Linked DNA regions of Mus musculus: regions 1 and 2 are each linked to region 3. A link is a contact called in public ChIA-PET and promoter capture Hi-C data. All regions are on one chromosome and are shown on one strand. The core of a region is the stretch at or near the end of the contact, and the rest is flanking DNA. Distances in the headings are between cores, read along the strand shown.

Region 1 (3,346 bases), core at 656-3,155, 510 kb before region 3:
TAAGCTCACGTCAAGTTGATAAAAACCAGCCTTTATCTGCCACGTCTGTAGACCTGAGCTCTACCCCTAAGTAGCACAAATGTATAGAAAGGTGTTTGAAAGACATTCCAGGGTAAGCAGCGACAGGTGGTAGGGATTTCTCAAGTCTGACAATGAGGACAATGTTATCGGGGAATGCAAAAACAAAGCATTTCCCGGTTTTTGCTGTTGCTGGTTTGTTGAGGCAGGTCTCGTGTAGCCCAGGCTAGCCTTTAAATCAGTTATGTAGCTGAAGATGCTTTTAACAGCGGAAGGAATTACAGGTGCACCCAAGCACACCTGTTCTTTTTATTGTTGACATTTTGAGACAGACACCTGCTATATGGCCCATGCAACATTGGACTATATAGGCTAGACTAACGGTAAGCCCCAGTCCTTCTGCCACAGTACCCTGAGTGCACACACATACTGTGTATGTGACAATAAAGAATGGACTTGAGGCGGGATCACAGGAGTGGGAGAGAAAGTAATGAGACAATGTGCTCATGTTTAAAGTCTAAAAAAAAAAAAACAAAAAACAAAAAACCTCAGTAACAAGAGAAAAAACAACCCAAACTAAACAAACAATAAAAACACCCTGAAATTTATATCCAGTAGACAGCAACCCCCTTCCCCCACTCTTGGCAATTACTATTTACTTTTTATCTGCAGTTCTGGCCACTTCATATAAATGGAACCTTCGTGTTTTTCTTTTTGTGGTTTGCTTGTGTCACTTGGTTGCTACAATGAAGACATTGGAATGGGAGCTGAGGATGTAGCTCCGTTGATATTGCGTGTGCTTGCCTATTATTCACAAAGCCCAGAGCTCAGCCCCCAGCCTCTGTTGTGCAAGCCCAGCACTTGGAAGCCGAGGGAGGGAAAAACAAAGGTCAAGGTCATTCTCGGCTCGCTAGCAAGTTCAAGGCCAGCCTGGGATCCCTGAGACCCTGCACGGAAGAGGGCGAGTGGAGCAGGGGAAACAGCTTAGGAGGTAAAGGCGCTTGCCACCAAGGCTGATTTTGATTTGATTGATTCTCTGAACCCACCTGCAAGTTGTCCTCTGACCTCCACACTTATGCAAGGGCATGGGTGCCCCCTCCCCCCATAAATTAGTTTAAAATGTAACAAAAATCTTATAAATCTGTTACACCTGCCAAGGCATGTGCTCCTGACGTCATCACTCTTGAGGTGAAGGCAGGAGAAGCAGCTGTTCAAAGCCAGCCTCAGCTACGGAACAAGTTTGGGGTTAACCTGGGTTAACCTGAATGAGCGCTTGTCTCAAAAATGAACAGGGCTGGGGAGGTGTCTCAGTGGGTCAGAATGCTTGAGGACCTGAGCCTGAATGTCCAGCACCCATGCAAAAAGCTTGAATGGCTGCTCAGAACTTGCCGCCCCAGCATTGAGAGGCAGAGACAGGCAGATGTGGGAGCTGGCCGGCTGGCCAACCTGCTTTGCTAAAACAGCTTCTGGCTCCATGACAGCCCATCTCAAACCAGCAACTGTGCGGAGCTGCAGCGGGAGACACTTGCTCTGTCCACAGCATGTGCACATACAGGGGCTTGCAGCCTAGTACTCACATGTACCCCCCACCCCCATGCACAGAGAGTTACAACAAAGCCGAAAGAAATCAAACCGAGGCTTCCAAAATGGCACAGCAAATTCTTGCTTCACTTTTCTGATGTAAATAACAATAAAGCCGCACAAAATAGAAGCCCAGTTTAAAGCCTAGATCTCGATGCTTTCGGTCAGAGGCTGACTGTGCAAAGCACTAAGCAAGGCTCAAACTGGGGAAACGGGAAGCATTTATAACGTGCTGCTACACAGCGTAAGTAAGGGTAATCGGAAGACAGGAAAGGGAAACCAGACACTGTAGCCCATGCCTGACGAGGTCACGAGTGTGTGTGGGGCACAGTAAAGAAACTGCTGACGTGACCTCTCCATTAAAGACGATTAGAAAGCATCTGGGAAGAAATGAAAGCAGATGGGACATGGCCAGAGTTAGGAAGCAGGAGAGAAGGCACGGGGGTGGGGTGGGGGTGGTGGTAGTGGGGTGGTGGGGAAGGTGGAGAGGAGAGGGGAAGGGAGAGAGAGTGCACACCAGAGAGCAGAGACTAGAAAATACTGAGAGCACACGTCGGGAGGGTTCTAAGTACGAAGAGTAGCTGTGGCGAGGGACAACCTTTGAGGGTGGAACACTCATTTCACAAGTCCCAGAGGTTTTCATTTCTCCACCAGAAGTCATCTGGAGGGCCTGAGACCTAACAATGGGGAGTTGCTGGTGTGGTGACAGGTCTGAATAGCTCCAGTACTGAAAGCAACTGACTGGGACCAAAATGGCTGAGGGACCAAAGAGTGTTGGGGACCTTTGGGCACAGACCATTTGTGTGTCTGAATTTGAACATTTTACATTTTTAAAACAAAAGTGTGCTTGGGTATGGGTGTATGTGTGTGTTTGTGTGTCTGCTATCCCAGTGGTTGGGACAGAGCAAGAGGATCAAGCCCCAAGCTGTGCCTCACGGCAAGAACTGTCTCAAAACCTAAGAAACCCTCCTGTGCACACCAATCTAGCTTCCAGGAGTGTCTCCTAGGGGCCCGCCTGAGGTCATAGGACAAAGCTACGCAGACACTGGCAAGCGGCTGGACCATCAGCGCGCAGCTCACCTCAGGAATGCAATGGGTCTGCTACAGAACATTCACGGTATGAATGACACGTGACAGTGAAGGAATGAAACCCATGGTGACCAACATGAGAAGTGCCACCCACATCTCATTAATGAAAGAAGTCACTCAACAGCTTGGCACCATAGAGGCAGAATGCTGTGGAGTTTGGCACTACCCTGGTCTACATAGTGAGTTCCCAGACAGCCAGGCTATATAGTGTGATCCTATCTCAAGAAAACAAAACAACAAAAACTTTACTATGAAACTTTTGTGTATCAGGTGAAAGTTCCTCATAATTTTATCAAAATATAATGTTTCCTCAGCAAGTGGGAAAAGAACCCTTTGGAAGGGCAAAGAGCTAGGTTTTGTGTACTTAGCTAGAACACAGACCTGTTTTTAAGTCCTCACGCCCCAAAATAAGACGGGGGTGGGGGAATGAGAAAGGGAGAAGGCTTTGGAACTGACAGAGGTGAACTGGTCAGTAAAACTGCAAGGCAGCCAGTCTCTGTCTCCTGGAATCAACACAGAACGTGGGAGTCATTTGATATCTAGGCATCCGATGGTGGTCTAGCTCATGCATGTTTGGCTTTAAAAAACTCTTTTGATACAAGTATGTTTTGTCTGCATGTATGTATGTGCATCGTGTGTGTGTGTGTGTGTGGTGCCT
Region 2 (3,252 bases), core at 692-3,191, 910 kb after region 3:
TCACTGTCGGCTTTTGACCCTTTGTAACTTCCATTAACCTCAAGCCAGACGTCGCGACCTTTTATAGTCCCTAGATTGCCTCCTGTTGAATTCCATGGGTCTTGCGTGACCCTTGCAGAATGGAAAGAGGCCTCTGATCCTGCACATTCTTTTGCGGAGGACTCAGAGTGCCTGCTAGAGAGGAAGTAGGAGAAAGAATGGATTCGTCCCAGGAGTCTCGCCGGACTGCAGCAAGAGGTGGGACTCCAGCCGGCGAGCGCACGCCTCAGCAGAAGTGAGCTCTTGCCTCCTGGGCAGGGTTTTGGCCCTCCCGCGGGGTTCCCTGGGCCGTCCTGATCACGTGGCCTCTCCGGGCCGCAGGTAACTCGCCGGAGTAGGCAGGGATAGGCAGCCGCACCGCCCAGCCCCAAAGGGCACCGCGGGCGGGTCTCTGCAGCTCCCACTACACCCGGCCGCAGGTGCCGCCCCCAACACACCGGATCCCGCCCAAGCTCGTCTGTCTGCTGTCGGTCGGTACGTGTGTGCGCCTCGTCGGTCCGCGTGTGTGGCCGAGCGCCCCCTTCCTCTGCGGCCATGACTCCGCCGCCGCCGCCGCCCCCACCCCCGGGCCCAGATCCCGCAGTAGACTCGGCCACAGACCCTTGTCCCGAACCTCAGTCGCTGGTGGTTTTGTTCGGGGCCACTGCCGGTGCGCTGGGGCCGGACCTAGGCTCGGACGAGACCGACTTAATCCTCCTAGTTTGGCAAGTGGTGGAGCCGCGCAGCCGACAGGTAGGGTGGGAAAGAGGGGACCTCGGGACGCTTCAGAGCCTGTTGAGGCACAGCGGCTCATGGGGTTACCCTCGGTGCTTTTAGGTGGGGACGCTGCACAAGTCGCTAGTTCGCGCCGAGGCGGCTGCCCTGAGTCCACAATGCCGCGAGGCGAGTGGACTCAGCGCAGACAGCCTAGCGCGGGCGGAGTCCCTGGACAAAGTGCTGCAACAGGTGAGCGTGGGGGCCCGCGTGGGTGGTGGAACTGCGGAGTGGCAGGGACACTACTTCGAGGGGGAGGGGAGGAGGGGAGACCTGGAGCGACGCGACCCAGTGGCACGGCCAGTAGGACAAGGTCTTGTTTGAAACTTTTGAGCGACTACCGCGTGGAAGCGTGCTAGGCCATTCCCAGAGCCACCTTACCTTCCAACCTTTACAGACATCCACTCCTGCCGAGGAAGTTGACAATAGCGGCTAAGGGATCCATCCCCCCGAGGCCCCTTCCTCTCCCTCCCACTCCCCCCGCTAGCAGAGGACACGTCAGAAATAGGGTCGAGGTGGGCTCAGGTTTAGCGGTAGATCACTTGGTCTCTGCCGCCTGCTCTCCTGGGAACCGCTGAAGCGAGGGCGTCGGGCGGTGTCTGCCTCGGGGGCAGACGCCTCTAGGTGAGGCCGGCTGGTTTAGGCCTGCCTGTCCCAGCTGACTGGCCAGGCGTGGGTGAGTGGGTGCTGTCCGAACATTATCTAGGGGCTACCTGCCCAATGAGCGCAAAGGCCTAGGCGCATGCCCCCTCCCATACCCACCCCGCACCCTGGCCAAGTGGGAGTGAGTTTTCCCTGTTTGCATTGCTCACTCACCCCATGACTGAGTTGTAATGAGTGTTAAGTCCTTTCCTCTTCTGACTCTCGTTCTTAATGAGAAGACCTACAGATGCCAGGTTACAGAAGGGCTCCAGGCCCACTGCTCACCTGGGAGGGTGCTGTAGAAAAAAATCTGGTTGCCTTGCTCTGTCGGCCTTAGATTGGAAAGTGTCACAGAATTGCCAAGGGAAAGGGCCGGATCGTGCTGGATAGCCTTCAGAGTGCCACCCACCCCCCTCTACGAGCAAACAGTTCTGTGCCAGTTGGTCGATGGGGTGTGGGTCAAAGCTCAGGCTGCTGCGAGTGGCCAAGTATGAAGCTCTGTCCTTGGTGGCTCTGTTCCTGGGTTGGTCGGACCAAGGGGCGGGGCTGCCATTGACCATGGGCCTTTTGGCCCTCGGGCAGGTGTGAACCTCCCCCACCTGTCTGAGGGTGGTGCCTGGTCCAGGACAGGTTTAACCTGCTTTGCTCCTCCCCTCCCCACCTGCTTGCCTCACTCCACCAGGTGTTTGCTCTGGCCCGACTCCAGACTCCTGGAGTGTGTTTAATGGGGGCTTGGGTTATGTGCGACTGCTCTCATTTGGCCTAGAGGAGGTGACAGGGAACTAGGCTAGGGGTGGGGATTAGGAGCCTGGGATTTAGGGCAAGGCCTTTTACTTCCCAGGCAGGGTAGGGTTGAACATCCTGATGAACCAGCTTTGCAGCCTGAGTCCCTCCCTCCTGCTACCCCTCCCCCCCAGTTTCAGCTGTCTAGCTGTGAGTCTATGTCTGAGTCTCCACTCCCTGTCCCCAGTTCTCACAGCTGGTGAGCGGGGATGTGGCTCTGCTGGGCGGGGGCCCCTATGTGCTCTGCACTGATGGGCAGCAGCTGTTGCGACAGGTTCTGCATCCTGAGGCCTCCAGGAAGGTATGTCATTGAGGGCACATGGGTACGGTTGGGTTCCCAAGGCCCCTGTTGTAAACACCTTAGGTTACCTATTCACCCCCACTCCCATGTGCTCCCAGAACCTGGTGCTCCCCGACACCTTCTTCTCCTTCTACGACCTCCGCAGAGAATTCCATATGCAGCACCCAAGCACCTGCTCCGCCAGAGACCTCACAGTGGGCACCATGGCACAGGGTATCTGTGACCCATCAAAATTAAGGTGGAGGGGTGACTAATATGTCCAAGCATGTGCATGATGCCGTATGGGCTGTATGAATGTAGACAGGTCTATGTTTTTAGCCTCATTCTTTGGGATACATTTGGAATGTGGACATGTCTGTGTTTGGTCTGAGGACCTGTAGGTACATGTATGAACTGGGCCACAACTAGTGTTTGCTAGGATTCTCTGGGTGTTTCGGGGTGACGTGGGATGTACAGACCTGGACCTCAGTTGTCACTTCTCTGCCTATAGACTTGGGACTAGAAACAGATGCTACCGAAGATGACTTTGGGGTCTGGGAAGTGAAGACTATGGTAGCTGTTATTCTCCACCTACTTGAAGGGTCCAATGGTAAGATTCTTGCCCTGCTTGCCAGCTACTGTCAGGACTGGGTGAGTGCCCATCCCTTCAACAGAGTCCCCTTGCTGACTTGTGACCTTCTCTAAGAGAACACAAGGTAGAAACCCCTCTGCCGCGTCCTCAATGCCCTCACCGG
Region 3 (3,615 bases), core at 763-3,262:
TTTCAACAAGATAGCAATGAAATGCATTGTTTGAAATGAATTTTCTTTTTCCTTTTTCTTTTACCTTTTTTTTGTTTTTCAAGACAGGATTTGTGTGTCTTGGTTGTATCCCCAGTTGTCCTGGAACTTGGACTATAGACCAGGCTGGCCTGGAGCTCACAAAGCTCTGCCTGTCTCTGCCCCTAAGCACTGGGCTTAAAGGAGCCCCTGCCACCCCTGTTGTGAATGAACTTTCTCTATGCTGCAAGTTTGTGCTTGTCCACATAGTCAGCAGCGTAGACTGCCTCTGTGGTTGATTTTGACATTGTCCTGTAGGTAACCAAAACAATTCTGGCATTCCATCGAGCCGAAGAGGCTGTGTTCAGCAGTGGGGAGCATGAGATCTTTGTCCAGTTCTGCACTGCCTTCCTGGAAGACCTTGTTCCTTATTTGAACCGCTGTCTTCAAGTCCTTTTCCCACCAGCTCAGATAGCCCAGACTTTAGGTAAGAAAAAGGAAAGTTGTGTTTTTTTTTTTGTTTTTTTTTTGAGACAGGGTTTCTCTGTGTAGCCCTGGCTGTCCTGGAACTCACTTTGTAGACCAGGCTGGCCTTGAACTCAGAAATCTGCCTGCCTCTGCCTCCCAAGAGCTAGGATAAAAGGAAAGATTTTTTAAAAAATTTGTTTGTTTGTTTGGTTGGTTTTTTGATATGGGATTTCTCTTCAGGGGTTCCTCTGTGAAACTCTGGCTGTCCTGGAACTCTGTAAATCTCCTGAGTGCTGGGATTAAAGGTGTTCTTCACCACAGCCTGGCTTTTATCATTGTTGTTTTCGTTTTGTCTTTTTAAAGATTTTATGTGAGTGCTCTATCTGAATGCACACCTGCGTGTATGTCAGAAGAGGGCGTCAGATCCCATTACAGATGGTTGTGAGCCACGTTGTTGGGGATTGAACTCAGGACCTCTGGAAGAGTACTTAACCACTGAGCCATGTCTGTAGCCCTTGTTTTTGGTTTGACACTAGACAGGATCTCAGTATATAGCACTGGCTACCCTGGAACTAACTTGGTATACCCAACTGGCCTTGAACTCAGAGATCCTCCTGCCTCTGCCTCCCAAATAGCTGGGATCTGTGCCTGGACTCCAGTATTTACTGAGTGTCTCCTGGCTCAGGCTCCATCCACCCTTACAATGGGGCTCCAATATAACTAACTGTCCTTTTGTATTACAGAGATGCCCTTAGCCTGGCACAACTTTAATACCAGCATTTGGGAGGCAGAGGCAGGACGATCTCTGTGAGATAAGAGACCAGCCTGGTCTATAGAGTTCCAGCATAGCCAGGTCTCAAAAAAACAAAAAACCCAAAAAGATGTTCTTGTTGTATTGAAATATGTAATTGTGTTAAATCTTTTCTCTGAGTGTCCCCTCCCCTGCCCCACACCATCCCTGAGATCTCTGCATTGAATTTAATAACTTTTTTTTTCTTTTTCATTTCTTTTTCCCTACCATCTGGGTCAGGCATTTCACCCACCCAGCTCTCTAAGCACGGAAACCTTGGACACGTGAACATCAGCGCCATCCAGGAACCTCTCGCCTTTATTTTGCCTAAGAGAGAAACAGTTTTCTGTTTAGATGAGCAGGAGCTGGGGCCGGACCTCGTGGCCCCAGCTCCAGAGCTCCCTGCGGAGCAGCGGAGCATGGAGCCTGTAACAGAGAAGAGGGAACCAGGGGAGCCGCTGCCTCAGGAGCCCATGGAGGGGGAGCCGCTGCCAGCCGAGCCACCGAGTGAGGGAGGAGCCATAGGCAGTGTCCCCTGCCCGCAGCCTGGGGAGCAGCCCTGAGGGTACGCGCTTCTGCAGCGGGAAGGTGTGTGCAGTTGCTTTGCCCAGGATAGCGCGGGCCCTGTGGTATTTGCAGCTTTAATAAAACCGACAACTGTCGCCACTCGCCTGCTGTTCCCGACGATGGGCGTCCGGAAGTTACACGGGAACTACGCTTCCCGGCGTCTTTGGCGCTAGCGGAAGGAAGGGCCGCGGCGTCTCCCCGCGCCATGTTGCTGCTGGGCAGGCTGCCGCGGCCGGCGTGGGTTCCGGGGAGCCGGGCGCAGAGGTGCAGCTCCTTGGCCGCCTTGGAGGGCCCGGCGCGCACGCGCTCCTACTGGCGGTACCTCAGGCGCCTTGTATGTGGCGCGCCGCAGCCGCCATACGCGCACGTGTGCCAGGTCGGGGACCCGGTGCTGCGCGTCGTGGCGGCCCCGGTGGAACCCGAGCAGCTAGCGGGGCCGGAGCTGCAGCGGCTGGTGGGGCGGATGGTGCAGGTAATGCGACGGCGTGGCTGTGTGGGCCTTAGTGCGCCGCAGCTCGGGGTGCCGCTGCAAGTGTTGGCGCTCGAGTTCCCGGACAAGCTCCTCCGAGCCTTCTCACCGCGCCTGCGCGAACTGCGTCAGATGGAACCCTTCCCACTTCGGGTGCTGGTGAACCCCAGTCTGAGAGTGTTGGACAGCCGCTTGGTCACCTTCCCCGAGGGCTGCGAGAGTGTCGCCGGCTTTCTGGCGTGTGTGCCTCGCTTCCAAGCCGTGCAGATCTCAGGTGCAGGGGACGTGGGCAGCGGGGTGGTCTTGCTCTCTCTGGCTAGAGACAGTGCAGACACAGCGGCACTCGGGAGCCAACTGAACTCCTGAAGAGCAGGTCAGGCCCGCCTAGATGGGTTGCAGGGTGATTCCTTAGATATGGAGCCTGTCTTTCCCCTTTCTCATGAGTAGGTATATAGATTCCCATGTAAGTGTGTCTGTATTGCACACACGATTTTCCCAGTTTATCGTGGTGGGGCTTGTGTAAGAAAGTGGGACCCAGATTTACCCAGACTAGGGCAACAAACCATTCCATGCTTCACATTCACATTGTTTTATGTAATATGGTTATTTGCTACAGTGCCAAGCTGAAATACCTTTCTTTTGGGGGGGGGGGGTCGAGACAGGGTTTCTCTGTATAGCCCTGGCTGTCCTGGAACTCACTTTGTAGACCTCGAACTCAGAAATCCGCCTGCCTCTACCTCCTGAGTGCTGGGATTAAAAGGTGTGTGCCACCATGCCTGGCATGAAATACCTTTGATAAACAGCCCTTGAAAAGAGTTTTGATTTCTTATCCTTGCCCTGTAGTAGTGCTGGGAATCACGCTGAGTAAAAAGTCGGCACTGGACAAAATTGGGGTACCCTTTCTAGGAGGGATAAGAGCTGTTATCCACATTCACTCTTGGATGCTGCCTCTGTAGATAGGATATAAATAGGCATGGCCAGGGCAGGAAACAAAGTAGGGACAGGAGGTTGGGCATGAGTTCAGCAAAGCCTCACCTCATCGAGCCTGTAACTTCCTTTGCAGGACTGGACCCAAAAGGAGAGCCAGTGGTGTGGTCGGCAAGTGGTTGGACAGCTCGAATCATCCAGCATGAGATGGATCACTTGCAGGGCTGCTTGTTCATCGACAAAATGGACAGTGGGACATTTACCAATCTCCACTGGATGGAGGTGAATGACTAACACTCTCCTTGAATTGAGGATCTGGAAATCCAGCATGCAGACTAAGATGGTCACATCTGTGCTTCAGCTTGGAATTGGTTCCAGTCCGACAGTAGACAGTGTG

What was found. Promoter capture Hi-C pulls out the DNA fragments that hold promoters and counts their contacts. ChIA-PET counts read pairs in DNA pulled down with a chosen protein or histone mark.
Region 1: a contact with region 3 is called in an RNA polymerase II ChIA-PET map of memory CD8 T cells, with 6 read pairs. The contact joins the enhancer-like site here to the promoter of Pdf in region 3. A contact is called at or near these places in 1 of 39 promoter capture datasets (pre-B cells), 4 of 115 datasets of contacts at active chromatin or transcription factors (the SCID.adh cell line, embryonic stem cells, fetal liver and 1 more) and 1 of 9 other capture datasets (liver).
Region 2: a contact with region 3 is called in a promoter capture Hi-C map of hippocampal neurons, with 7 times the contacts expected there. The contact joins the promoter of 1810019D21Rik here to the promoter of Pdf in region 3. A contact is called at or near these places in 7 of 39 promoter capture datasets (the 3T3-L1 cell line, the C10 cell line, hematopoietic stem and progenitor cells and 2 more) and 1 of 115 datasets of contacts at active chromatin or transcription factors (pancreatic cancer cells).

What each region holds. Positions count from the first base shown.
Region 1 is chr8:107,559,895-107,563,240 of GRCm38.p6, reverse strand. No RefSeq gene overlaps it. Among named protein-coding and RNA genes, the nearest start is that of Mir140, 10 kb to the right of the region's middle. Within about 2 kb of position 1,905, at least 126 of the 459 cell types and tissues checked have an H3K27ac peak or open chromatin away from gene starts, as enhancers often do. A contact at or near this core is called in memory CD8 T cells and pre-B cells, where this site is marked.
Region 2 is chr8:106,134,089-106,137,340 of GRCm38.p6, reverse strand. 1810019D21Rik (RIKEN cDNA 1810019D21 gene) reads right to left here and starts at 1,941. Exons shown (of 4, transcript NR_040346.1): 1 at 1,720-1,941; 2 at 1-174. Esrp2 (epithelial splicing regulatory protein 2) reads left to right here and starts at 367. Exons shown (of 15, transcript NM_176838.2): 1 at 367-771; 2 at 856-984; 3 at 2,405-2,518; 4 at 2,617-2,731; 5 at 3,009-3,107. The coding sequence starts at 574.
Region 3 is chr8:107,047,011-107,050,625 of GRCm38.p6, reverse strand. Pdf (peptide deformylase (mitochondrial)) reads left to right here and starts at 2,012. Exons shown (of 2, transcript NM_026513.2): 1 at 2,012-2,565; 2 at 3,355-3,615. The coding sequence starts at 2,028. The coding sequence ends at 3,512. Cog8 (component of oligomeric golgi complex 8) reads left to right here. Exons shown (of 5, transcript NM_139229.4): 4 at 316-484; 5 at 1,496-1,917. The coding sequence ends at 1,818.